Regions from separate parts of the Mus musculus genome. Here regions 2, 3, 4 and 5 are each linked to region 1. Evidence: chromatin contacts called from public HiChIP or PLAC-seq and promoter capture Hi-C data. All regions are on one chromosome and are shown on one strand. The core of a region is the stretch at or near the end of the contact, and the rest is flanking DNA. Distances in the headings are between cores, read along the strand shown. Region 1 holds the start of Ncaph2 (non-SMC condensin II complex, subunit H2). Region 2 has its middle 4.2 kb from the start of Gm38643. Region 3 overlaps Ttll8 (tubulin tyrosine ligase-like family, member 8). Region 4 holds the start of Ttll8 (tubulin tyrosine ligase-like family, member 8). Region 5 holds the start of Trabd (TraB domain containing).

What was found. HiChIP or PLAC-seq counts read pairs in DNA pulled down with a chosen protein or histone mark. Capture Hi-C pulls out chosen DNA fragments and counts their contacts.
Region 2: an H3K4me3 HiChIP or PLAC-seq map of embryonic stem cells shows a contact between it and region 1, with 9 read pairs. The contact joins the enhancer-like site here to the promoter of Ncaph2 in region 1. A contact is called at or near these places in 1 of 39 promoter capture datasets (the C10 cell line), 2 of 484 Hi-C or Micro-C datasets (both in embryonic stem cells), 6 of 115 datasets of contacts at active chromatin or transcription factors (bone marrow-derived macrophages, embryonic stem cells and pancreatic cancer cells) and 1 of 9 other capture datasets (liver).
Region 3: a contact with region 1 is called in an H3K4me3 HiChIP or PLAC-seq map of bone marrow-derived macrophages, with 2.8 times the contacts expected there. The contact joins the enhancer-like site here to the promoter of Ncaph2 in region 1. A contact is called at or near these places in 1 of 484 Hi-C or Micro-C datasets (liver), 2 of 115 datasets of contacts at active chromatin or transcription factors (acute myeloid leukemia and bone marrow-derived macrophages) and 1 of 9 other capture datasets (embryonic stem cells).
Region 4: a contact with region 1 is called in a promoter capture Hi-C map of adipose tissue. The contact joins the promoter of Ttll8 here to the promoter of Ncaph2 in region 1. A contact is called at or near these places in 3 of 115 datasets of contacts at active chromatin or transcription factors (bone marrow-derived macrophages, embryonic stem cells and pancreatic cancer cells) and 3 of 9 other capture datasets (adipose tissue, embryonic stem cells and liver).
Region 5: an H3K4me3 HiChIP or PLAC-seq map of the SCID.adh cell line shows a contact between it and region 1, with 20 read pairs. The contact joins the promoter of Trabd here to the promoter of Ncaph2 in region 1. A contact is called at or near these places in 12 of 39 promoter capture datasets (the 3T3-L1 cell line, the C10 cell line, cranial neural crest and 8 more), 18 of 484 Hi-C or Micro-C datasets (the AML12 cell line, B cells, CD4 T cells and 12 more), 13 of 115 datasets of contacts at active chromatin or transcription factors (the 230-238 cell line, the SCID.adh cell line, bone marrow-derived macrophages and 6 more) and 5 of 9 other capture datasets (adipose tissue, embryonic stem cells, liver and 2 more).

What each region holds. Positions count from the first base shown.
Region 1 is chr15:89,352,613-89,357,876 of GRCm38.p6, reverse strand. It overlaps Ncaph2 (non-SMC condensin II complex, subunit H2), which reads right to left and starts at 2,158. Exons shown (of 20, transcript NM_001115132.2): 1 at 1,934-2,158. The coding sequence starts at 2,041. It overlaps Lmf2 (lipase maturation factor 2), which reads left to right and starts at 2,218. Exons shown (of 14, transcript NM_178919.4): 1 at 2,218-2,521; 2 at 3,060-3,313; 3 at 3,422-3,450; 4 at 3,580-3,794; 5 at 3,870-4,048; 6 at 4,279-4,420; 7 at 4,533-4,667; 8 at 4,738-4,843; 9 at 4,922-5,018; 10 at 5,091-5,264. The coding sequence starts at 2,428.
Region 2 is chr15:88,878,626-88,883,889 of GRCm38.p6, reverse strand. No RefSeq gene overlaps it. Among named protein-coding and RNA genes, the nearest start is that of Gm38643, 4.2 kb to the left of the region's middle. Within about 2 kb of position 2,444, at least 10 of the 459 cell types and tissues checked have an H3K27ac peak or open chromatin away from gene starts, as enhancers often do. A contact at or near this core is called in embryonic stem cells, where this site is marked.
Region 3 is chr15:88,933,917-88,939,180 of GRCm38.p6, reverse strand. It overlaps Ttll8 (tubulin tyrosine ligase-like family, member 8), which reads left to right. Exons shown (of 12, transcript NM_172818.3): 2 at 143-234; 3 at 3,055-3,178; 4 at 4,153-4,223; 5 at 5,218-5,264. Among named protein-coding and RNA genes, the nearest start is that of Ttll8, 18 kb to the left of the region's middle. Within about 2 kb of position 2,025, at least 61 of the 459 cell types and tissues checked have an H3K27ac peak or open chromatin away from gene starts, as enhancers often do. A contact at or near this core is called in bone marrow-derived macrophages, where this site is marked.
Region 4 is chr15:88,951,656-88,956,919 of GRCm38.p6, reverse strand. Ttll8 (tubulin tyrosine ligase-like family, member 8) reads left to right here and starts at 2,502. Exons shown (of 12, transcript NM_172818.3): 1 at 2,502-3,064. The coding sequence starts at 2,845. Mlc1 (megalencephalic leukoencephalopathy with subcortical cysts 1 homolog (human)) reads left to right here. Exons shown (of 12, transcript NM_133241.2): 12 at 1-1,036.
Region 5 is chr15:89,073,640-89,078,903 of GRCm38.p6, reverse strand. It overlaps Trabd (TraB domain containing), which reads right to left and starts at 2,840. Exons shown (of 10, transcript NM_026485.2): 1 at 2,763-2,840. 1810021B22Rik (RIKEN cDNA 1810021B22 gene) reads left to right here and starts at 3,050. Exons shown (of 4, transcript NR_040417.1): 1 at 3,050-3,290; 2 at 4,706-4,831.

The sequences.
Region 1 (5,264 bases), core at 909-3,408:
ACAACTATGCAATGTTGAGGCCTGGTTATAACTTTTTTTTTCCTAAGATGTGTGTGTGCTTGCACTAATGTGTGTGCACCATGTGCTTGCAGGGGTTCATGGATCCAAAAATGGCCCTGGGACCTCTGGAAGTAGAGTTACAGGCCATTGTGAGCTACTTTTTTTTTTTTTTTTTTTTTTGGTTCTGAGAACTGAACCCAGGTCCTCTACGAGAGCAGCAAGTGCTCTTATCCAGTCATCTCTCTAGCCCTGATTTAAATTTTCTAAAAACAAAAAATGATGTAGGTGTTTTGCCTGTATCCATATCTGTGTACCACCTGTATGTTTGGTGCCAGTGGAGGCCTGATGAAGGCACTGGATCCCCAGGAACTGGGATTACAGACAGCTGCGATCTGTCCTGTGGGTGCTTAGAACTGAACCTGGGTCCTCTGAAAGAATAGTCAGTGCTCTGAATTGATGAGGCAGCTTTCCAGGTCCCTGCGCCCCCATCCCTGTCTCCAGTTTTAATTCTTCAGACTGGATGGTGTCCAATCTAAGAGCCTGGATGAGAAGGTTTTAAATATCTAGGTTTAATACACCTAGACCAGATATAGTGGGGAAGGAAGTATATTCTTGCAATATAACTGACACAATTCATTGGTAAACTTGGTGTGAGACATGAGGCCTTATCACATCTCTTAATTTTCACCTTTAGTTAAACAGTGAAACACTACCAAAATAGAGGACTAGAATTTGAACCACAACCCAAAAGCTCCACTTTAAATAACATCCAAGAGCTCGAGTAACATCCCAGCACATGCCAAGGGAGTGGCTAGAACAAACAAATCTGGGACAGCTCACAAGGAAGATCGGTATGGGTGTATCCCACCACATGGAGTTGAAAACTTGTATTTAAAAAAAAAAAAAATCACACAAGTAAGATTTTCTATTTTTAAGGGAAAGAAGACTCCACCCCAAGAAGCTCGACACTTAAGAAAGAAAACAGAAGCAGTCAAATAGAAATCCTAAGAGCACTGTTTCAAAAAGGAAGCTGTCAGACCGAGAAATCTCCCCAACAGGGCACTTCGAGCGTCTCTTTTATTTTTAAATACGAAGACCACTACAGTTCGAGTTGAGACCTGTAACTATTCAGTAGTGGGATCCGATTGTGTTGAGCCAAAGTGTGAACGTGCAGAAACGGAGCAGACAGTGACTGAATAGACCTGAACTTAAAAAAAAACAAAACGGAGGAATGGAATGCTGATAGGCTAGATTACGGCGAGGGGCTGGGCCACCAACAGGATGGGGGAGGGGGCGGATCCTTCTGGACAAAACTGGTTCAAATTAAGAGCCTGGGGTATGGGTGCGTCGCACTGCGGGAAGATCGTGTGGGCGGGGCTTGAGGTCTAAGATACAAAATCCCTTTTCCTTCGGGAACCAGATCTCTCTCCATTACTGTAAGAGTCCTGGTATGGTAGGGTTGATTGGTAGTTGCAAATAATCGGGAGACTGGGACAGAAGACTTCGGGTTTAAGACCTGCCTTGGCGCCTGGCTCAAGAAGAAAAACAGGTTCCAAAAAAAAGCTCGGTGGTAGAGTGCCTGCCAAACCTGTCCAAAGCCCCAGGTTAAATCCGCCCCCAAAAGGGGAAAACAAAAAGTTTGCTTCTTAATGTATTGTATTCCCCCAAAGAAAACGGAAATAATGTACTTGTTGGAGAAAAATGATTATCATCCAACCAAATCGACTTCACAGCTCGCTAACCGACAGAGGCCTGAAAAGGACAGCTCCGGGAGAATCTAGCTGAAAGTTTCGAGAGGCAGGCTGGATTTTGAAGGGGGGTGAGGAAAGAAACAAGACTGCGGATGACACACCAGACGGCTACAGACCCGGAGGCGGGGGGTGGCAATGCAGCCTGAGCGCCCAGGCCGATGCCATTCCCCCGCCGCCCTCACCTCCTCCAGATACTCGCCCAGCTGTGCCGCCACGTCCACCTCCCAGTTCTTAGTGAGATCCCGGATGGGCTGCAAGAGGTGAGCAAAGCGCACCTCCACATCCTCCATGTCTAGAACGGGACTAGAAGCCCGGAACCATGGCTCAACCCGCTACTGGTTCTGGCGCCATTTTGGTGCTCCCGCCCCGGAAGTACGTAGCCAGGGCACTGCGCGCACACGTATGACGTCAGGCGGGCCCAGTTTCGAAGAAGTAAAGAAGCGGGCCCGACGGGGGCGGGGCCTACACCGGGGGCGGGGCTCCGTGTCTAGGGGGGGGGCCTGGAGGAGCGGAGGAGACTAAGTTTCTAGGTGGTTAGCGGTGAGTTCTTTGGCACTGGGTGGAGCTCAGTGACCCGACCGGACTGACGGATTCCGGCTGCGGCGTGGGCCAGAGGCCGGGCTGGGGGCAGCTAGGAGACTAGAGGGCACTACTTCGGCAAGACCGCGTAGCGGACATGGCGAGCTCCCGGGTCCCACAGCAGCTTTTCCTACAGGGTGTGGCCGCTGTCTACTTGTTCGCCTTTGCGTCCCTCTACACCCAGATCCCAGGTGAGGGCGCGGAGGGGTTGAATCGTCACACGTGGACGTGGTAGCATCCCTTCCTTCACTGCCCTCTGAGGCGGGTGTAAAGTCCAGGCCTCTCTCTGCGCGGGATTAAGGGGTGGTAGTTTGCGGGCAACAAAAGTGGAGGAAAAAGAAGCACAAGGGTCGATTTCCCTTAACTATTAGTAGTCTCATCTAGGCTTAGGGAAAAACCCCGAGGGGAGTGGGTGGCAGATTTCTACCTGGACTCTGTGGGCAGGTAAGAGAGGGATGCGCTCTAATTGACAGAAGGTGCTGACCCAGAATCAGGTCTTCTGAACCTGGTGTTGGGGGTCAACAATTTCCAACGTGAGAGAGAGAGACCATCTGGTAGACAGAGCAAGCCCTGCCTGGGATGGGAACATCTGCAAGCACAACCTGGAGTTGGGGGTTTGGGACATCTGCATGCCAGGAGCTGGTGGTGGAGCATCTCCGGGGCCTAAGTTCATGTGCATGTTAGACTGGGAAGATGTCTAAGACTTGGCCCTGACATACCCTCCCACAGGCCTCTATGGCCCAGAGGGCATCCTTCCTGCTCGAAGAACACTGCGGCCCCAAGGCAAGGGCCTGTGGCAGCAGCTGTGGGAAACACCAACGCTGCTGTGGGAGGCACCAAGACTGGGGCTGGATACTGCCCAAGGTCTGGATTTACTGACCTTATTGGGCACCGTGCTAGCCCTGGGCGCCCTGCTCCTGAACTCTCTGAGACACCCCTTCGTCTACCTGCTGCTCTGGGTTGCATACCGATCAGCCTACCAGGCAAGTGAGACACTTAAAACTTCAGCCTTCATCTAACCCACCCTCTCTCTCTGCCTCACCTGATGCAGCAGACACACAGTGGCTCCCTGACCACTTCTCTCCCTACAGGTGGGCCAAGTGTTCCTTTATTTCCAGTGGTGAGTGATTCCGGGGGCCCAATCTGCCTGAGGCCACTGGGCAGGGTTGTTTGCCTCTCCTGGGAGGACCCTGGGAGGTTCCTATTAAGCAACCTAAATAGGAAATTTAGGATATTTCCCTCCCTATAGGGATTCCCTGCTGCTGGAGACTGGCTTCCTAGCTATACTGGTAGCCCCGCTGAGGGGGCCTTCCAAACACAAGATTCTCCAGGGTAGATTAGCAGGAGCCTTACCCCATGAAGACCTCCCATTCTGGCTCGTGCGCTGGCTGCTGTTTCGACTCATGTTCGCCTCTGGTGTGGTCAAGTTGACCAGCCGCTGCCCTACGTGGTGGGGACTCACTGGTGAGGGCCCGGGGCCTGAAGCTGGGATGGTCTAGAGGCTCTTAACCAGCCCTGACCTCCACTCGCTTCCTGCAGCTCTGACCTACCACTATGAGACTCAGTGCCTGCCCACACCCGCTGCCTGGTTTGCTCACCATCTGCCGGTCTGGCTACACAAGCTCAGCGTGGTAGCCACCTTCCTCATCGAGATCGCAGTGCCACCCCTGTTCTTTGCTCCTATTCGCCGCCTACGACTTACTGCCTTCTACGCTCAGGTAGGTAGAAGAGAGTGTGGCCTTTACCACTGGCTGGTGAGGCTTGCTGGGGCGGGAGTGGTCGGGTGATGGGTGCTGTGGGGGGAAGCATCGCAGGCAGAAGGATGTGTTAGCCAGTCTAGGTGTATACTGTCACGTGAGGCTGTGGCCTTTGGGAAAGTGTCGTCTTTAGGTCTGCGGGAGCCCAAGAGCATCCTCTCCATAGCTCTGACTGCATGTCTTCCTCTCAGGCATTATTGCAAGTCCTGATTATCATCACTGGCAACTACAATTTCTTCAACCTGCTAACCCTGGTGCTCACCACTGCCCTCCTGGATGACCGTCACCTGTCTGCTGAGCCTGGCCTCAGATGCCACAAGAAGATGCCCACCTGTGAGTGTCAGTCATCCCATCACGACAACCAAACCCATGTCATCCGCCAAAGAGCCCCTGTCCCTTGGCTGCAGACCCTTAGCCAATCTGTGACTGTCTGTCCAACCCATAGCCTGGCCTAAAGCCCTGCTGACCGCGCTGTCCTTACTGCTGGAACTGACTGTCTATGGGCTGCTGGCCTACGGCACTGTCTACTACTTTGGCCTGGAGGTTGACTGGCAACAGCACATCATCCTCTCGAAAACCAGTAAGTGCCAACATGGGGACCTAAGGGAAAGGGCTGGCTCAGTCCCTGATCACACTCTCCTCCCTGGCAGCCTTCACCTTCCATCAGTTCTCCCAGTGGCTGAAGACGGTAACCCTGCCAACTGTGTGGCTAGGGACAGCCTCCCTGGCCTGGGAGTTGCTTGTTGTCCTCTGGAGGTATGTATGTACCCGAAGACCGCGGGCAGAAGCCGCTTTCAGATCAGGTCTGACCACACCCGTCCCTCTCGTCCCCAGGTGGATCCAGGTACAAGGATGGTCACGGAAGTTCTCTGCGGGTATCCAGCTCTCCGTCCTGGGCACGGCAACAGTGGCCTTGTTCCTGATCAGCCTAGTAGGTGACCCTGTGAAGACTGGGACTGGGGGAAGATGGGGCAGCACTGAGCTATCGCCTATTTGCCTGCAGGTACCTTACTCCTATGTGGAACCTGGGACCCACGGGCGTCTCTGGACTGGGGCTCATCGCCTGTTCGGTTCTGTGGAGCACCTACAGCTGGCCAACTCTTACGGCCTTTTCCGTCGGATGACTGGCGTGGGCGGGCGGCCGGAAGTGGTCCTAGAGGGCAGCTATGACGGACAG
Region 2 (5,264 bases), core at 1,195-3,694, 470 kb after region 1:
TCTCAAGTTACATCTCAAAGGGTTGCTAAGAAACCTCGCCCCCTCCACACCTGCTTCTTTTTGGCAAATGGGATTATAGTGACTGCAGGGATGCTGTGCGTGGTATTACAAAACAATAAGATAAAGTCATAAATTGTGGGTGACAGTAGGTGCACAAGAAAGTTTAGGTCCGTCTTTTACCGTGATTGAGATTTCTCCTGACATTCCTAGAAGACTGCGTGTTTGTGTCTGGGAAAGAACAAAGAGCCATATGTGCTCAGGCCCTGAGTGTGGCTCAGTGGTATTTCAGCATTCTTGTGTGAAACATCTCTATATGAAAGGAATACTCCGTCTGTGGAGGCAGTCTTCTCAGGTGGTAGCGCGCACGCACCTTTGATCCAAGGCAAGAGGCAAGCAGATGTCTGAGTTCGAGGTGAGCTTGGCCTACAAAGTGAGTTCCAGGAGAGCCAGGACTACGGAGAAACCCTTTCTCAAAAAAGAAAGAAGACAGACAGATAGACAGACAGAAAGAGAAAGAAAGAGAGAGAGAGAGGGAGAGGGAGGGAGGGAGGGAAGGAGGGAGGAAGGAAGGAAGGAAGGAAGGAAGGAAGGAAGGAAGGAAGGAAGGAAGGAAAGAGAGAAAGAGAAAGGGGGAGAGAGAGAGAAGAGAGGAAAGAGACACTCCCAAGGATGCAAGTCGGCCAGTGAGCTGAGGAAAGCCCCCAAAACATCATCTGGCTACAAGTATATGGCTCTTCACAGCCCTCAACCTCTGTTTGTCGTATTTCACAACCTTTGTTTCAAGCACACTCTGTTGGTTGGATAATGCCAGGATCAGGAAGGCTTCCAGGCTTCCTCCGGCAAGTTGGCTTTTTTTCACGTGTTGATTTTAATGTAGCTTTTTTTTTTTTTGAGGGGGAGTTCCCCATTGAGACATGGTCACTCTGTATAGCCTTGTTTGTCCTGGAACTCAATATGTAAAACAGGCTGGTCTCCAATTAACAGTGATCCTCCTGTCTCTGCCTCCCAACTGTCTCTGCCTCCCAAGTGTTAGAATTAATGGTCTGTGCTAACCACACCCTTACCCCACCCCACACACACACACACACACCCCTTGCCCCAGCTTGATGTCACTTTTTTTCAACTCCAAGTTCAGTGAGAGGAAGAGAAGCCAGGAAGAGCCTGGGCCTTTGATTAAAACACCTGGGAGACATCTCAACCCATCGTTGGAACAAAGGGTTCCCGAAGTACAGGCAGGAAGGCCAAGGAATCCGGTCTTGGCACTATGGGAAGCGCTGTTGGGCAAAAACCCCAATGAGGGCTCCTGGGCCCCAACCGCCAGCCCAGAGAGCCAGGTTGGCCAGGCCTGAGCGCAAAGAACCCAAAACAAGGAGTAGTCAGGCTGTGTCCTGGTGCTGACAGGCAAGTGGAGTGAAGACACATCCTGCCAAGTGGAGCTTTGCGAAGATGCCACCTGGTGAGGACTGGGGAGGGTGGAAAGGGCATAGAAACCCGGAGCTTCTGGGAGTCCGGGCTGTAGGGCTAGCAGAAGGCGAGAGTCGGCTCAGTCTTCAGGCAGGATGGAGGACCATGTCCCTGTGAGCCTGCTCCTGGTCTAGCTCCCAGACTCTTCTGGAGTCATCCTGAATCAATACGTCTTCCAATTAGAATTCTGGTTATTTTAATGGTGGTTTTAAACTGCTGCTTATTATGTTGAAAGTTAATAGATTGGAATTGCTTTTTTTCTAAAGCTCTGCCCTGATTCCGTTTAAACATTGCTTTGTAAGGCTGCGGATTGTCTCGTTTGGTGTGAATCCCCGGTCCTCTACCCAGCAAACCGCCCCCGACCCGTGCCACGTAAATGACAGTAAGCATAGTTTTGCGTTTCATTGGCTCCAAGAATGTGTAAGGACAAGACACAGAGATCACGGAGCACATGGAGAGGCGGTGGGGATGTGAGCCGACCCAATGATTGGGCCTAGGAGATGGCAGAGAGGTGGAAGCTGTTCTGAGGCTGCGGGTGGGGCCGCGCATGAGCACAGCACCTGGAGGTTGCAGGGCCACGTGTAGGATGTAAGAACTGGCTTTGAGGAGAAAGGGTGACTCAGCGAGAGTGTAAGCCACTGCGATGTGGGAGAGAGAAGGTAGGCGAGGTACTCCTCGCCTGGATCAAGGTAAAGTGACCTTTAAAAAGGGCATCTGGGATACTCTGGGATGGAGTGAATTAGATCACCTACCTCCCTGTGAAACCATAGTTTCTTGGGCAGGTGCATCCTGGCTCCAAGCAGAAGCGCCCCCCCCCCCCGGGGGACCAGCCAGGAGCTGGCACAAACACATCCCTGGCCCCACACCTCCCAAACGGAGGTCTGGTTTCCACCGTGTCCCTGTCCTCCGGGCCTACTGGAGCAGGTTCACAGTTCCCCTGGGGCTGTAGTGCACAGGTGGGGACCAGCAGCAGCTGCGGGGCGGTTCCTGCGACCTGAGACTCATCCTGGGAGCACAGAGGAGGTGACTGTCGCCAGGGAGCAGACAGGGTTTGGCTCCTGAACCCTCTGGGCCAGGGAAAGGGGTCACATCTGCTATAGGGGGAAGGGCAAAGTCTCCCCTGGGCCTCAAGCTTCGTGATTAAGGAAGGCAGCCAGGAATACAACCTCAGGGCTTGAGGCCAGGTGAAACTTAGAAGTCTGATTTCTGCCTCAAGTTCCCAGGAGCTGAGCATCTGATAACCCCCTGTTGATACCCCACCACCCCAGCTTATTTCACTAGGGAAAGGACCTCCAACTGCAAAGAGCTCACTCAGACACCCAGGGAAGCTGCGGGCTCACCTCTCTTCCTCATTGTTTACTCTGATTCTGATTCTTGATGGGTGACCCCGTGTGTGTGTGACCCCCATGAGGGTTTGCAAGCCTCTGAGCTTGGGCTTCCTGGCGATTCACATCTGGGTTCTCTGGTTTCCATACCTGAAGGAGTTAGGTCTCTTGCATCTGTGTATGTGCAGACCTGTGTCTACTCCCAGCAAGCTCGCCTTGCCTTTCCCTTCAGCCCTTCCTCTCTAGCATGCACTTGCGTGCATGTGTACGGAGGCTAGACCTACATTCCCTCCGTGCTGTTTCCAGACCATCTCTCCTGCTCTGCTGATCTTCGCACCCGTCATTTTCCCTTTCACCCCACATGCTGACGAATAAGGCAGAGTGAGACCTACCACTATCTTTTAAAGACAAGGCCTCACTGTGAATCTCTGACTGGCATAAAACTCACCGTGTAGACCTAGACAAATTTGGCGTGTTCCTTCTGCCTCTGGGTGCCGGGATTGCAGGCTCAACTCCCACCATGGCAGCCTGCTAGCTCAGACCTGGTGTTTGTCTTAGTCAGTGTTCTATTGCTGTGAAGAGACACCATGAGCCAGGCAATTCTTATAAAAGAAAGTGTTTAATTGGGGCTTGCTTAGAGTTTCGGAGGCTTAGTCCATTGTCCTCATGGTGGCATTCAGGCAGACATGGCAGCTGAGAGTTTTACATCCAGAGCAGCAGGCAGCAGGGAGAGAGAGCCTCTGGACCTGGCTTGGGCTTTGAAACATCAAAGCCCTCCCTCAGTGACACACTTCCTCCAACAATGCCACACCTCCTAATCCTTCTCAAGTAGTGCCCTAATGACTAAGCATTCAAATTATAAGTTTTTAAGGTCACTCTTATTCCTACCACTACAATTTTAGTTTTTCTAGTTCTGTTCCTCCCATGTACATTTTAGAATCAGTTTATCTATGTTTTCGCTAAAGATCCTACTAGAAACAAGCATGGTGGTATACACATAGCACTTGGAAAGTGGAAGCAGGAGGCAGGAGAATTATGAGCCCCCCAAAGTTGAGCCTCACCTATATGTCAAAGTCCGGTCTAGCCTGAGCTACATGAGACCTGCATCTAAACAAAGGAATCCTACTCAATTTGGTGTTATCTTGTGTTAGCATCTTGCTTTAGCAAGATGACTTAGTAGGTAGAGTGACCTGAGATCCATCTCCAAACCCACATACAGATGGGAGGAAGGAATTGATATCACAAAGTTGTTCCCTGACAGCCACATGGGCACCAAGGCACATGTACCCGCACACATGCATCATGCATACACACAACAAGCAATTTTTAGAAAAATCTTGCTGAAATTTTGACAGCTCTATGTTAAATATATAAATCACCCTTTTTGAGCATGTTTACTATTTTGCCTTAAAATCTCCTAAACTGTAGATTCCATTTGTGGAGTTTTCTTTGATCTTTAAAACAAAACAAAACACCCAGCATTTTGTAGTTACCTAGGGTTCCCTTTTCCCTATAGTGGTCCTCAACTTTCATAATGCTATCAACCTTTAATACAGTTCCTCATGTTGTGGTGACCCCTCAACCATAAAATTATTTTGTTGCTACTTTCTAACTACAATTTTGCTACTGTTATGAATCATAACATAAACATCTGATACTCAGGATATCTGATATGCAGGATCTGACAAGTGACCCTCAAAGAGGTCTTGACCCCCCAAAGTTGAGAACTGCTGCTCCAACAAAAACCAACCACTTGTGCATTTGTGATGCATAAGGAGAAATGGCATGAAGATACAGGGGACTTCCAGAATCAGAGCAATTCACAAAGATCAACAATGTATCTAGACGCTAGCAGGCTAAAAATGAAATTGAGAAAACAGTCCATTTTCACCACCATCAAAAACAATACAATACACTGAAGTAAGTGTCGGGACAGTAGAACAAGGTCCAGATATTAAAGTTGTAAATCAATGGAGAAACACCTCCAGGTACAAAATGTGAACAGGCATCTCTATCTGTAGAAATTAGTAACCCGATCATAAAATTTATATGAAAATGCAAAAGGTGGATCCAATATATCCGAAACAATTTCAATAACAACAACAACAAAACAAGTTGGAGGACAGATGCTCTCTAATTTCAAAACTTACTATAAAGCTGCAGTAATAAAGGCCTAATACACCGATGAAGCATCTACAAACCATGAAGCATCTACAAACAGTCCGCTGATTTCTGACAAAGATACCAGGCAGATCTCAGCCTGGTCTATAGAGCCAGTTCCAGAATAACCAAAGCAGCCGGGCGTGGTGGCGCATGCCTTTAATCCCAGCACTTGGGAGGCAGAGGCAGGAGAATTTCTGAGTTTGAGGCCAGCCTGGTCTATAGAGTGAGTTCCAGGACAGCCAGGAGTACACAGAGAAACCCTGTCTCGAAAAACAAAAACAAAACAAAACAAAAAAACAGAATAGCCAGAGC
Region 3 (5,264 bases), core at 776-3,275, 420 kb after region 1:
GGAAGGTGCATCAAAGACAGCCGAGATACACAGGGAGTGGGCAGAGGCAGGTGGCCTCCACGTGCGTCCGCTGTCAGGCTGGAGTGACTGTTCTGAGCCATGTGCCCTTTCCTTTGCCTTGATGTCTGTTTCTCTTTTGCAGAGTTAAAACAAGGAATTCCCCAAGATTTGTCTTCTTCCCCCAAATTAGACAGATACAAAATAGCAAGACAGTTAACAGAAAAAGCCATCAAGGTAAATGTGTTTCGGGACTTATGGGGGGGGTGCCTTTAAAAAAAATTGGGAACTTCATTTGGAATTTCATTTGGGTATTGGCCTGACTGGATGACTTCCTCCCATATGGAGATGGTACCAGTATCACTTTTGAATTTATCTGAATCTCCCCTGTAGCCCCAGCAGCCAGCTCCTCCTGGTGCCCTGTGAACGTATATAGCCATGTGGTGGGCGTACAGATGACTTTCCCACCCTAACAGCAGTTTGGTGGGACCCTCTGGCTCACAGATCTCCTGTGGGTACCAGAACTTAGTTCCAGGCATCTTCTAAGTAGTCTCCTGGATAGGATCAGATCTTCCAGTGGGACAAGGTTATGTATCTCTGTTACCTGGTGTCTTAGTTAGGGTTTTACTGCTGTGAACAGACACCATGACCAAGGCAAGTCTTATAAAAAACAACATTTAATTGGGGCTGGCTTACAGGTTCAGAGGTTCAGTCCATTATCATCAAGGTGGGAACATGGCAGTATCCAGGCAGGCATGGCACAGAAGGAGCTGAGAGTTCTATGTCTTCATCCAAAGGCTGCTAGTGGAAGACTAACTTCCAGGCAACTAGGGTGAGGATCTTATACCCACACCCACAGTGACACACCCATTCCAACCAGGTCACACCTATTCCAACAAGGCCACACCTTCAGATGGTGCCACTCCCTGATCAAGGATATACAAACCATCACACCTGGCAACACAAAATTTATCTATAGAAAACTTCACTGCAGTGTCTCTGTCTGGGATCTCTGTGCTGGGACCTGGGCTCAGCTTGTCTCTCTATTCATGTCTGTGTGATGGGCTCTGGGCTCAGCCTGTCTGTGTCTCTGTGATAGAGTCTGGGACTCTGGTAGTGGCTTGGTTTGCTGACCAAGATCTCACTGATGTCTGGCTTACGCTCACTTCCTAAGCATCTCTTCTTCCAGCTGTTTGGGAGTCAGATGAATCCGTCTTCTGTGGGATCCTCTGAGCTTCAAGCCTCTGTTAGGAATAACCTGATGAGTTTAGGCCCCTCAGGAGATTGACTGTATCCATCAGAGCCCACTGACTTAGGGCCTCGGTGACATCTGCAAAGTCCTGTCACCATTTTAGGGTGATGCTAGTGAGTCCCATATGTCCTGTCATCTTGCTCTTTTGAGTCCAGGGACAGTGTCCTGCATGGTGACCCATCAGGGTCTGTACGTCTGCTGCAGGACACCAGTGGTTCGGTGCCGCCACTCCTGCCTGACCCCAGCTGACCCTGCCCGTCCCTGACCCTGCTAGTGACCTAGTACACGGGTCATGTCACTGCCTTCTGCACTGGCTTGGGGTACCCTTGTGAATGTCAGCTTTCTGTCTGTGACTACATAAAATACCTGAGGCTTTGCACTTTTATTAAGAAAACAAATGTACTCACCACCCAGCTTGAGGGGCTGAAAGCCAGAGCTTGAGCAGCTCTGCCTGTTTGGCTCTGTCACTGTCACCATGTGGCAGATGGCACCATTGTAGACACGCAGGTAGGAGGAAAGGAATATTTGACAGAGGAGATCAGAGGGAGATGGGGACTTGGCTCACTCTTTTATAACTGCTCACTGTGTGAGAGCTAGCTCACACTTACCCTTCCTGGGCATGTCCCCACTCCATCCTGGTGACCATACCTCAAGCACATGAGACCATTGGGAACAAGCAATGATCCCTTCCATGACCTTTCCCTGGGCTAAGACTGAGGTAGTATACAGTTTGGTTCTCCCACCAGCTGCCAACTTCCTGTTCAACCACACGCAGCTAACCATCTCCAAGCGATGAGTCAGAATTCCAGCAGCTTCTGGGCTGGCCCTGCCCCTTCCTCTGTTACCCGTTAGTTTTTCTCTTTCTGCCATTCTGAACTCAGGCACCCACAGCTTTTATAAACAGGCGTCACACTCTCTTGTCTTAGTGTTTCTTTTGTTGTGTTAAAGACACCATGACCAAAAACCTCTTGGAGAAGAAAGAGTTTATCTCATGCTACAGGCTTGTAGTCAAGGCAGGAACCTGGAGGCAGATGATGAAGCAGAGGCTCACTCCTCACTGGCTTACTCCTGTGGTTTGCTCAGCCTGCTTTCTTACACAACCTCTGCCTAGGGGTGGTGACGCCCACAGTGGGCTCAGCCCTCCCACATCTATTGTCAATCAAGAAAATGCTCCCCCAACCCCCACCCCGACAGGCATAGACCAATGTGGTGGAGGCATTTTCTCAGTTGAGGTTCCTCTTCCCAAATGATTCTAGCTTGTGTTAAACTGACATAAAATTAGCCAGGACACTCACTTTTCTATAAAAGACAGCTGCACTGGGAGTCCTCAGTTTTTCCCTAGACCCTCAGGCATTGTGCAATTGTGTGTCCCACCTGTATCCCAAATCCAGAAATCCTGGGACTACAGAAATTCTGAGTCGGGGCTACAGCTGCTCAGGAAGTGCTGATTTCTTGGTTGTGTTTTGGCCCCTTTGAGTGTGTGAATGAGTGTGTAGAAGTGATCACCTCTGTAATCCCAACCCAACGATGAATAAACGCAGTGCAGCAACTGTGGGGATTATATGTCCGAGCCCCCACATGTGCACACACACACACGCGCACACACACAAGCACACGCGCGCACACACACACACACACACACGCACGCGCACCCTTCTGCATGCTGAGGGCGGCATTCCTGTGCTCTCTGGGCAGAGTGTGTGTGTGGCCTTGCCGAGGTGCAGTCTGGTCCAGGCTACTTTGGAAGGTCACCTCAATCCCCTTATTGCCGAGGGCCTCAGCTAAGATGCCGCTGCTGTTTTCAGGAGAGGAAGATTTTCTCCATCTATGGACACTACCCTGTCATCCGGGCCACCTTGCGAAGAAAGGGCTGGGTGGAGAAGAAGTTCAATTTCTTCCCCAAAGCTCTCCAGAACCTTGGAAGTGAAGGTAAACGGCACATGGGTGGAATACCTTGTCCTGGGAAGGGTTTGTTTTTTGGTTTTTGGTTTTTTTGGGTTTTGTTTTAATTAATTAATTTTTTAAAATTTATTTACATTTCAAGTGTTGTCCCCTTACCCGGTTCCCCCCTTCCGGAAACCCCCATCCCATCCCCCCTTCCCCTGCTTCTATGAGTGTGTTCCTCCACCCACCCACTCCTGCCTCCCCGCTCTCTATTCCCCTACACTGGGGCATCTACGAGCCTTCATAGGACCAAGGGCCTCTCCTCCCATTGATGACTGACAAGGCCATCCATCCTCTGCTACATATGCAGCTGGAGCCATGTGTACTCCTTGGTTGGTGGTTTAGTCCCTGGGAGCTCTGGGGCTGTCTGGTTGGTTGATATTGCTGTTCTTCCTATGGGGCTGCAAACCCATGAAGGGTTTTTTTTTATATACACACATGGCCAATAAGTCAGCCATCCTAGGTGTGCTGACTCTACGTACCCACTGGCATCCGTCTTCGTGTATCCCCTGCCTTCCCAACCTCACACATCCCAGACAGCCACACTCTTAATATGGTACCAGTCACTTTTTGGTGTCCCCATGCCCACACCCCACCCTAGCCATTCTTCCTCCAGGTCCATCCCCCACCAAGGCCGCTCCTCGGTTACCCATAGCTCAGACCAGTCCTTCCCAGACTCATGCCTCAAGCTTCTATGGCCTTCTGCCTTGAGGGTCATCTGGTCTTCAGCATCCCCTCAATCCTGACCCAGCACAGCACAGCACAGGTGGGATGGTACACAGGATGCTGGAGGGAATGCCACGTGTGGCCTCCACAGCCGCTGCCCCCGGGCAAACCTCACTTGGAGCTTTTAGTAGACAAATGGCCATCCCTCCATAGTGGAACGCCAGCCCTCCAGGAAGTCAGGTGAGGTACCCGAGTATGGTGGCAGCAATATGTCTCTTGTGTTTTGTTTGCAGATAAAAGTGCTGAGACCAAAGAAAATCAAGAAATAGCCTTGGAGAGATTCGATGATATCCACGATGTGATGGTAGGCCGCGTGGCCTGGTATTGGGGTATAACATGGCTTTTTTAAAGTAAGACAGAGCACGCTGTTACAGAAGTAAGACTCCTGTATGGAAACATGGTCCCTGGGGCATCTGGCTTCCCTGCATCCTGCCCCTAGCTCCTGCATCCCACAGTGACTAGCACAAGTAGAGGTCTGTGTGGCTGCGGACTGAGATGCTGAGAGGTGGGGTCAGGGGGTCCGTGTATTACAGGATGGAGGCAGGGGGCCTGGCCAGTGATCAGATGGGGTCTCCAGTAACACAGCAGTTGTACCCCAGTGGCCCCTAGCCTGACTCCTCTGAAGCTCTCCTGTATCTTCTATAAAGAAGACAAAAAGGTTAGTCACAAAGTGGAACTTTTTCCCAGACATGTAATTTAAAAGATCAGGTATCCAGAATGTCTGTGTATATCATGCATAATGTTTGTTTTAAAAAACCAAATAAAATGGACAGAGAATAAAATGACAGGTGGTCAGTCGATAAACGCATTAGGTTTATGGAGTTAATTCGATTTTTGAAGGCAGCTGTGCAGTTAATCTAATTTATTCTTCTGTGAGTGCCGGATCCTGGGCACTTCCCCTGCTCTACCGTGGAGAAAAGCTGCCTCCTAGGGGTTCTGGTAGAAAGTTCCCTCTGGACCACACTTCTGGATCTCAGAGCATCACAGTTACCTCCAGTCCGCAGAGAGCACATGTCTAAGTCTCGCATGGATGCCAGCCTGGGAGGAGTACAAATTTACCTCCAGCCCCCAACTGAGAAAAAGCAGCTGGCTTCTGGACAGCACACACCCTGTGTGGTTCCGGTTGTCCTCATACCACCACGTGTGGCCCTCAGGAGCCATGTGACCTCAGCTGAGATGGAGCCTTCAGCCAGAATCAACACAGTCTGTGTCCCACCCCCAACCCTCAGCTATGTCCCAGCATGTCAAAGACACGGAGCCCTGGATTCTAGATGTTGATAGATGGCTCTTCTTGCCAGTCCAGGTTGGTAAAGAACGAGATCCCATACCTCCTCTGGACTATCAA
Region 4 (5,264 bases), core at 1,253-3,752, 400 kb after region 1:
TTCCCTCCTGTGAGGGCAGCCCAGGCTGCAAGGTGGCTTTTCGGTTCCTGTCGTAGTTTAACTTTGAAACAGGAAAATATTGAGTGTTGGGCCCTATTAGGTCTCAGTGTGTGCACCTCAGGTGACCCTGATGGCCTGGGTGTTGCTTTTTTTTCCAGCCCTCCTCACTTCCTGGGTTGACCCTCATTCACCAGGACCTGGTGTTCTGGCCTTAGGGCACTTCCATGCCTTCTCATGCTTGCCACAGTGCAGGGATAGTTTGGCTGTGAGACTCACAGATAGTTTGTATATCACCTCCCCAGGCCCCAGAAGACAGCTGGACTCTCCCAGCTAACCAGAGAATCAAGGAACCTATAGTAAGTTGGGTCCTTTGTGAAGCTGGGGATCATTTTAGGAATTGCTTTCTGGGAGGGGAGCCTCTGTGCTTGGGAAGACAGCGAGCGTGCCTTTACTGAGCTGGGGTATCAATGGGTTCCCTTCCAGGAAGAGGTATATTCTGTGCCTCAGAAGAGCTGCCAGGGTCAGGGAGAGAGTGAAAATCCTTCTAGGCAGCTCACTTGTAGATACACACGACTGCCAGGATTCAGGAAAAGCGTGGCCATTTTCAAACAGAGGGATGCAAGGATGGCACCTGACAGGGATCATGTAGGAGCAAAGTGGCCCCGCCTCCAGTGTCGGGGACTTCCGGTCCTGTCTCCATTCTCTGCAGCCTGCCCTAAATGAGAGATCATTTTTGCTTGCCTATGTGCGGAGCCCAATGGGCTTGGGGTCCTCTGCAGCTCTATATACCACACGCTATTGGGTGGGAAGGGAGTGGTGGTCCCACTGGGCTGACAAGCCATCCGCTTTCAGGACCTGGGCTTTCAGGACCAGAATGAGGCGGCAAGAGGATTGCTGCCAGCTTGCACTTCTAATTTTAGAGGGATGTTTTGTTTTTAACTGACTCATATAAGTGGGGTCTGAAAATCGTCTCTTGTATACTTTTGTCTGTTATAGATTAATATGCTTGAGCAATAAATGCTAACTCGCAAATGTGGTCATAGCCTGTTAAATGCTTCTGGGGAAAAAGGGTTGGAAGGGGATGAGAAACAGGACCTTAGAGTGGAAAGCCATTTTTTATTTATTCCTTGATTTGTATAACCCCTGTGAGTAAAGACTAGATCACCAGTCAGGGAGAAGACTCCTACAACACCTGAAGAGCAAAACCTGTTTTTTTAAAAAAAAAATGCCTTTAAACCTTCCTAAAGCTGTGACCCTTTAATACAACACCACATGTTGTGGTGACACCAACCATAAAATTATTCCAGTGCTATTTCATTACTAATTTTGCTAGTTAGATATGTGACCCACTGTGTGTGGGGTCGCGACCCATAGGTTGAGAACTGCTTTAAACCCATTGAAAATATGCTGAAGTTTGCGCTTTAAAACAGCGGACAACTCTGACAGGGTGAGGGGCCTTCCTCAAGACAACCCAAGGCACCACCCACATAGGCACAAACACAGGACGATCACAGGAACTAACCTGGAAAGGCCTAGATGGCAAGTAGTGCTGACTGTCGGGAAGGGACAGCCTGGAAGGGCACAGCACAAGTATCCCACTAATAAGTCTAGGTACCAGGGCCACTCTATGTTCCTCTGCGCACAGAAGGCTTACTCTGCCTACCCTGATCTCAGTAGACGCTCGGCTGGCAAGGGGAGAACACCTGCCCCGAAGGACCCTCGGACTCCATCCATCCCCACCTCAGGCCTAAGTGGAGGCTTCTCGTGGTCAACAAGGGAGCCAGGAGGGAGGAAGCGGAGGGTGGGGCAGGGTGTGACCCATAGTCTTTGTGACTTGGTGTAGTCTGAGGGCTTGGGTTGTCTGTGTGACCCTGACAGGTGCGTGGGAGATGTGGAGCAGGAGCACATGACCCAGGCGAGGGTCGCAGGCACTTAAGGACTAATCCTGACGCATGGCCTGCTCCGTCGGGGGACCTAGTCCCCGCTCTCGCCCCCGACTCCACCCCCGTCCAAGCCGCTCCTTGGACCGTAACATGGGACTGGATCTAGAACCAAAGCTCAGTGTGAGTGCCAGCAACTGCGTTCGGACTGCGTCTCGGGTGTCCCCTGTGCTCCGCTGCTGCCAGCGGATTCCTCTTTCACGCAGCCCTCCGCAGCCTCTGCCGCCTGTGCGTCCACGAAGCCCCACACCCCGAGTGGGGCGCCGCTTAGCACGCCGAAAGCCCCGCTACCAGCGCCAGGAGTCTGCACAATGCATGGTGCAGGCGAGGGCGGTTGCCCTGAGCAACCGCAAGACGCCTGGCCGCTCTGCCCGCCGCTCGGCCACAGCAGCACGCGCTTTAGGGCGGGTCCCAGGTGAGCACTGCCTGCCCTCAGACGCGCCACGCCTGCCCTCGCTAGTGCCCAGGTCCCCCTCCTACGCAGTACTCGGAACCCCGCCCCGCCCCCTCCGATTGGAATCCCAGACGTCGATCCTTAGAATCACAGAACTTTCCCACCTTATCCCTCCACTTTCACCCCACCACGCCTGTTCAACCTTCTTTCCCTCACCTCCCCACTTTCCTCCAAACTTCGTAACGGCCTCCCCTTTCTGACCCTAAGCCTGCGCCCCAATTTGTGTCCTGTCTCCCTACCTCGACCTCTCCTTCTTAGCTCCAGACCTGTATTTCTCTCCAGACTGGATGTCCCTCTTGGACTTCCCTAACTCTGGCCCAAGTCTATCTCTTCAACCCCATACTTACTTCCTTACCCCCGAGTTGTCCCTCTACCCTAACTTCTTCATCTCATCTGTCTCCCACTGACCTTTCTTCTCATCTGACTTCTCACACCTCAAGTTTCCCAGTCATGTCGTGTCCCCCGACCCCAAACCCTCCTTTCAGGCCTCCCTCCCACACCCGGGTCCTCCGAACCCCACCCTTGCCTCCCTGGGTATGTCTGAACTCTAAATCTTTGTCAACAGGGGTTGGGGGCCAAAAGAACCAGCTACGAGAGGCGAGCATGGAGAACGGCGAGAGGAAGAAGCTGTCTTCCACTTTGTCAGATGGAGATCACAAAGAAGAAAATAGTCTGTACCTTTCTTGTTCCGCATTTTCGGCAGCCTTACTCAAAGGAGCAGGCGTGGGGGGGGGGCGGGGGCGGGGGTTGGGAATAGCGGAGGAGGCCCAGTTCAGTTGCCCTCTGGACTCCCGTGTTGGTTCTGTGAGACTGTTCTGGTAGTACAAGGTAAAGCTTTTTATCCTAGCCGGGTACTGAACTTGCCCTTCAGACATGGGTCATATCCACTGACAAATACCTAAATATCTATAAGTAAAATCATGGTCATGGATGGGTACACATTTAGTTTTAGAAGATATAGTTCAGGGCCTGGGATGGTGGAACACACCTTTAATCCCAGCACTCGGGAGGGAGAGGCAAGATGATCCTCTGTGAATACGAGGCAAGCCTGGTCTACAAAGCCAGTCCGGGCAGCCAGGGCTCTGTTGTTACACAGAGAAACCCTGTCTGGAAAAAAAAAAGAGAGAGAAGATATAATCCAGGCTTACCAGCCGGGGCACTCCCCACTGGCCACACAACTGGCATTGCCTTGGCCTTTAAGATCAGTTTGGTGGGTGCTACCAGACTCTCTAGGGCTTTTATTGGCCGTTCTCTTACATTCACGATGGGGAAATATTATTCCACATCTTGACCATTATTAATAATGAGTCTTACTGGTTTCAGGTGTTTCTTGTTCATTCTGGATACCAGCTCTGTGTCAGATCGTTGCGTCAGACTTACTCACGAGGATCTGTGGCTGGGGGTTGGTTGGTTGATTGATTTCTAGGGGTTTAGTTGGCTGGTTGATTTTGTTTTTCTTCCTTTTCCTGTTTATTTGTTTGGTTAGTTGGTTGGGTTTTCAAGACAGGGTTTCTCTGTGTAGTCCTGGCTGTCTTGGAACTCGCTATGTAGACCAGGCTGGCCCCAAACTCAGAGATCTACCTCCCTCTGACTCTCTAGTACTGGGATTAAAGATGTGCATCACCTCCACCATCCCCTTTGAGACAAGATGTCACCATGTAACTCTGACTATCCTGGAACTCTCTCTATAGACCAGACTGGCCTGGAACTCACAAATATCCACCTACCTATGCCTCTCCAGTGCTGGGATTAAGGAGTGTGCACTATATATTCTGACTGGCCCAAAACTCACTCTGTAGACCAGATAGTTTTGAACTCATATAGATCCACCAGCCTCTGCCTCTCAAGTGCTGACATTAAGAAATACATCACAATGCACAGCATGTGAATTTCTGGTGTTAAGGAGGCCCACTTACTGATCTTTTCATATATAATGAGCCCCCTTCTATCTTAAAGATTCTACCCACTTCCTTGCAGAAGGTGACACCCTTTGCTTTGCTTTGAGAAGTTTGGTCATTTCACTTCTTACAGTTCAGGTCTGCCACCTAATGGGATCGAGGAAGACAAGACTTGCTATCCTTATCCTAAGTTTGAGTATTCAGTGACTCATCTGCTGCCTGGCGGTGTTTCTTTGGAGTCAAAGAGGTGTAGATCTGGGGGGGGGGGGGGGCGTGGCCTATTTATCCTGCTCTTTCTGCTCATTCTTCTACCATGCCAGTTTTCATTACAGAGGCTATCTATATTTTAATTATGAAATTAAAAACTCTGAAGTTGTCCTTCAAGGTTGCCTAGATTTTCTTGGACTTTTGCACTTCTGTGTTAAGATTTAGGACCTGATTAACACATTCATACATTTTCATTCACACAAACACATATACATACACACATATATTCTACCAAGGTTGTCGTTATTTGTGTTGAATTTATGGGTCAGTTAACATCTTAATATTAAATCTTTGGACGAAAGGAACATTTAGCTATCCAGTGCTTCTCTGCAGTGGTTCATAGTTTTCGTTGTGCAAGTGTACAGTAGTCTTTTGCTAGATTTACTCCTATACTCTTGATGTTTTTAACTGCTGCTATAGATGGCTTTTTTATTTTGTTTTCCTGTGTGTGTGTGTGTGTGTGTGTGTGTGTGTGTGTCTGCCTCTCCAGTGCTGGGATTTGTGGACGCCTGACTCGCCAGCAAGGAAGACGCCACAACAGGATTCTTCTGCACATGTTTATTGAGAGAGCTTGATAGAGAAGGCGAAAGACCGTGAGCCCCAAAACTGGCGCTGCTTATATAGGCCTAGGAGTGGCGTGTCTATACCTGATTGGTTGTGCTTTCAGTACCTCATTTACATTCCCCGGGATGGGCTGTGACTTGG
Region 5 (5,264 bases), core at 1,591-4,090, 280 kb after region 1:
TACAGAGGCAAGCAGAGCTTACTTACCATACTGCTCCAGCCTGGGGGCCCCCTCCTCCCTAGTCTGGAACCTGTCCTAAAACACAGCCTGGACATTTTATATAAAGGTCAGCACATCTGGGAACTGCCGTGGCTGGCTCAGAGCCTGTGCATAGCCAAGTCAACAGTAAACACCCTGGCATCTGTGCCTGGAGCTTCACCCTTCACCTTTCATTAACAGAATTAAGTGCTTCAAAGAAACAGGAACAAGGAAGTGTGGGGGGAGGGCTCTGAAGAACCTGCCTTCCAGGACAGTGTTAGGGACCGTCCCTTCCACACCATGGAACCCCATTCAGGGGCAGGGAGGGTAACCCAAACAGCGACTAACAGTGAAAAAGGAGAGGATAACCCTTGGTCTGGCTAAAGACACGGAAGCAAACCAGTATTACTAACAGCAGCACCAGGCCGCAGAGCATGAGATGAAAACTTAAAACATCCTGTATAAGTGGGCGGGCCAACCAGAGGCTGTAGCAAAGCCAGCAAATGGGAAAGAACCACGTCGGCCATGCCTGCCCTGCCCTTTAAGAGGTGGGGCTGCCCCAGGTTTGCAGTTGGCTTGGTAGATCTACCCTTCAAAGCTCATCCAGGGTGCCTCTGAGCCTTCGAGGGGTATGGAGGCTACCAGAGTTGGAACATTGGCTCCAGATAGCCTTGGAGAGACTCCCTGGCTGGCCCATAGCAGGACTAGTTTCACCTCTGGTTATATGGCAGGTGGAGGGGTCCACAGGCTGGTCAGGAGACAAGCCCTGAGCCCTTGAATCATCAGACACACTCGATACAACCCATCATCTAGAGCAGGGCCAGCTGGGAGGGGTGGTCAGGCAAGAAGGCTACTGACAGCCTCTCCCCACTCCTTAAGCCAGAAGTCTGTGATTCTGGGTACCCGGCACTATCAAATCTACACATTTTCTGATCCTTTGGCTTCCTGCCTGTCAGATGTACCTCCTCACCCTGATCGTTATTCCTGGCTGAGCAACTGAGGTAGCCCTCCACTTCCATACTCACCTAAGCACCCAGCCACTGTACCTCCACAACATTTGTCATGCATCCTTCTCAGACATAGTCACGCCGTAAGAAGTATCTTCCTACTGCCCAACCTCCCCAGGGACCAAATCTCTTCATAAATCCCCAGTCAGTTAGCAGACAGTTTCCAGACCCATTCCCAGCCAAGACCACACTGTAAACCTTCATAGCATAAAGTCAGAGAGCTAGGATTTCTGTCAAAGAGGCCTCAACCAGCATTTCCTAACAAGCAGGGCCGTGTCAACCAGCATCCCCGAATGAGCAGGACTGTAGGGATACTTTTCCAGGCCTGCTACCAACCAGGCTCGATGCTTCCATATGCTAAACAACAGAACTTTTAGCATCTGCTAAATTTCTAGGGGAACTAGCCTCTGAAAATTTCCAGTAGTCTGCAGTTTTAAGAGGGAAGGGTTGGCTCAAAGAGCAGAAAAGGCCCACTCATGTCAGGGCCCACAAGGAGGTATGGCCCTGGCATACTAGGTCCAAGTAACTGGAGCCACGTCAGTCAAGCTCCCCACCTGCCCAGCCCCACAGCCGTCTCTCTTCTGGATCTATCCATACTAAGTGTGTTTTACCCAAATCCATACACCGAAAATATGAGGCTCAAAATAATTACATCAACATGCAGAGGTTTTAAGAGACGACTGAACTCAAGTGAAGCCATAAGGCAGGACCCACGATGGGATTGGTGTCCTTGTAAGAGACACTAAACAGCTATGAGGACACAACGAGAAAGGGCGACAGGACAGGCAGAGCCTTCATCAGTCACCCGAAAGACTAGCATTAGACCTAGGATTGCCAACCTTTAAAGCTATACTAAGAGGAATAAACGTTTAAATTTCTCAATCCACAAAACCCTGTTACCACCCTGATCTGACACACCCATCAAGCTTTTCAATCTCTTAAAACAAAACTGTTTCTCGGATGGCAGCTTGTTTCTCGGATGGCAGCTTGCTCCCCACCGCTGGTCCAAAGCTGACCGCGATCAACTGGAAAAACTAGACAAGCCTTCACTGTCTACTCAGAAAACCAAGACAGCAAGAAATGACAGGGTGTGCAAAAGCCCTGGCCTCCTCTGGTCTGTCTCTGGGAGCCCAGCCACTGCAGGACCCGGGAAAACCTGCTCAGGCAGGACATATTTTACCTAAGTGTGGCAGAGCTGAGGGCCGGAAGAGGAAACAAACCCGAGGTGAAGAAGCCTGGCCAGCTCTCCCGGGGACCTGGTTTCTGTCCACCTGGAGATGCCCCGGAGGAGCCTGCAGGCTCCCGGCTAGCAGTCCACTGTGCCAGAGCCCTGCTGGCATCCTGCCCCCAGTACCACGGCCACCGCAAGATGAGTCTTCCTAGGGCGACAAGACAGACAAGGAGGCCCAGGGACAGCTGCGTCGCACAAGACCAGCGGACCTCCAGCCCCTCCGCTTGGGGAGCACGAAAGCTTGGAGACTGTCCCCACTTCTAAAGAAGCTCTTGACGTCCCAAAGCCAGCGAGGGCGCTTCTGAGCCTCCGGGGTCCTCTCGGGGACTCCCGAGCCCAGGAGCAGAGCCCAGGAGCATCTACACCGTCCTGGGTCAGCCCGACCCGGTGAGCTCCGGATACCCTGGTCTTCGCAGTCCCCACCTGCAGCCCGCGCCCTCCCGCCCGCGCCGTCGAGGCGCGAGGAGCCCCGGCCCGCCCGCCCGCCCGGTCAGGCCACGGCGTACCGAGAGAGGCGGCGGCGCTCCTCAGCCGGCCTCCATGCGCGCGTCGCCGGGCTGACGGGCTGGGCCGGGGCGGGGCGGGGCGGCCGGACGGGCCGGACGGGCCGAGGGTGCGGGCCGCGCAGCATGCCGGGAAACACCTCCCAGGGCCGCGCGCGCGAGGCCCCGCCCCCGCCGGGGTCTAAGCGCAGGGCTCCGCCTCCCGGCCCGACGCCCCCAGGTCCTAGAGCGCAACTCCAGTTCACCGCGGGGTGCTGGGCCCCCCACAGGCGAGTCTGTGTGACGGGGCTGCGTTCTTGAAGCGTCCGTCCGCACCACGGCCTGGAGTCTAGGGAGCCGTCAGCGCACTGGACCGGGACAGAAGCTAGGGATCATACGAGGCGCCCTTCTGGTTTCCTTGGAGAATCGCATGCCAAGTGGAGAGGCTCAAGGGCAGAACTAAAGGGACAAAAGCTGGCCCAGTCAGCCCCAGGCCATCAGGACTTCCTACGTGTTCAGCTGCTTGTGACTGAGAGCCCGGAGACTGCGGAGGTCTCAGGGTGGGCGGGGCCCCAGTGACAGCAAGTGCCCAGTATCTTAACGCAGGCTTCAAACTCACCAGTCTCCTAGGGCACCTTAAAGGGTAGGGCAGGGAGAGAGGCCACTTGGCCCACTCAGGCCAGGTCTCCGGGCTGCAGGTCCTCCTGATCAGGGTTGATGAGTGGATGAGAGGAGCCGGGTGAGCCCATAATGGACACGTCTCCATTTGAGTACCCCAAGATAGGCTCCTGTGAGAGCCAGGCAGTGACGACCTGGAGCAGGCCCTGGCACGGGCCCTCCAAAGGGGAAGTAATCTCTGCCTAGTTCCCAGCTGCCCCATCCAGCCCTTTCAGGTTCCAAAGGGTTACAACTCTGGCCCTGATTTTTGGAGACCCTGCCTTGACATTGTACCTGTGAATGGCCCTCCTGGAAGTCGGCCACTTTGAGGAAGAGAATTCTTCCTGCACCAGGCAGAATTCCCTCCAGCAGTCTGTTACACAAGAGGCCCGCATGGAGACTACTGACAGGTATTTCCTGCCAGCATCTTCTTACAGCTTCCTGGTCTCCCGGAGGGCCTGGCCTCAAGGGGACCTCTGCCTTCTTTGCTCCTTAGTGAAGCACCATTCATCCCCCCCCCCCCTTGTCCACTACTTTGATGTCTGTGTTCTGTGGCCTCTTCAGGCCTCCTCAGCCCCATTCATTCTGCTTAACAGAAGACAGGGGTGGGCTTAGAGCTGAGACTGCCAGGCCCACTCTACCCGTTCACAAAGCACAATGAGGCTCCTCTCTGAGTACCCGTACTGTTTGGTTGAAAACCCCACTGATAGGCTAGTGTCAGGAAGGGGCCTGGGTTCTAGCCCTGGTTGGCTGGCAGTGTTCTCCCTGAGCCTGTCCTTTTTCTGTGGGCAGACCATGGTGCCACCTTTCCTGCTTGCCTGTCTAGGGGAGTGGTTCTCAGCCTTTCCAATGTTGCGGTCCTTTAATAGCTCCTCATGCTGTGGTGACCCCCCAGCCATAAAATTCTTTCGTTGCTGCCTCTTAACTGTAATTCTGCTATGGCTATGAATCATAATATCTCATGGGCAGGATATCTGATACGAGATATCCCATAGGTCGAAGAGTGCTGGACTAGGGGCAAAGGATGGCATGACATTTTTCATTAGATGCTGACCCTGAAGTGCCAGAATTCTATTTTGGCTAAGTGGCTGCTGGGGATGAAAACCAGAGCTGCCCTATAACCTGCTGGTGTCTATGGGAGCCAGAAATAGGAACCGGTGTCTGGAGGACATGCCCAGCCAGGCTGCCGGGGAAACCACGGCAGGTTTCAGCTGGGAGAGACCAGGCCCCCCTTACATCTTAGGCTTTGCTTTGGAGGAAAAAAAAAAAAAAAAAAAAGCATGGCCAGCTTGAGTTCTGCTTTCTAACAGCCATTCCCCAGCCTGCGTTGCTCAAGCAGGTTCTGTGGCGCCACAGGATGAGTGGGTGACGTATCAGAGTCGGCAGATGGAGTGCACCTTGGTTTAGCAGAGCAGCTGCTGGAGGGGCTTTTTGAGGTGAGCCATGCAGGGAGTCAATGCATGTCAGGCTTGCAGGGAAAGGCTTCAACATGGCCAGAGGAGCCCAGAGTCCTTAGAAAGAGAAAGGAGCTATCTGAAGCTATTGGGAGTAAATAGAGGGGACTAGGTTCCTAGTCAGGGGTGTGGCAAGGAGAGGCCAGGTTTGAGAACAGCAAAGACCATCATGAAGGTCCCACAGAAGTAGAGCCCCAAGTTGGCAAGCCTTGTCTGACCCCAGGGATCGGAAGGATACAGGTCCCTGGCCATCTGTGTCCAGGAAGGGGACTAGCTCATAGAGCCCTGGGAGCAGAGGACACTTCCGAGGAGTAAGATGACATTTAGGCCCAGTACCCACCATGTTGCCTGCTTCTTCAGGACACGACTTGAGCCCCTTCCCCAGAAGCAGCCCCTTGCAGGTCAACTCCACAGG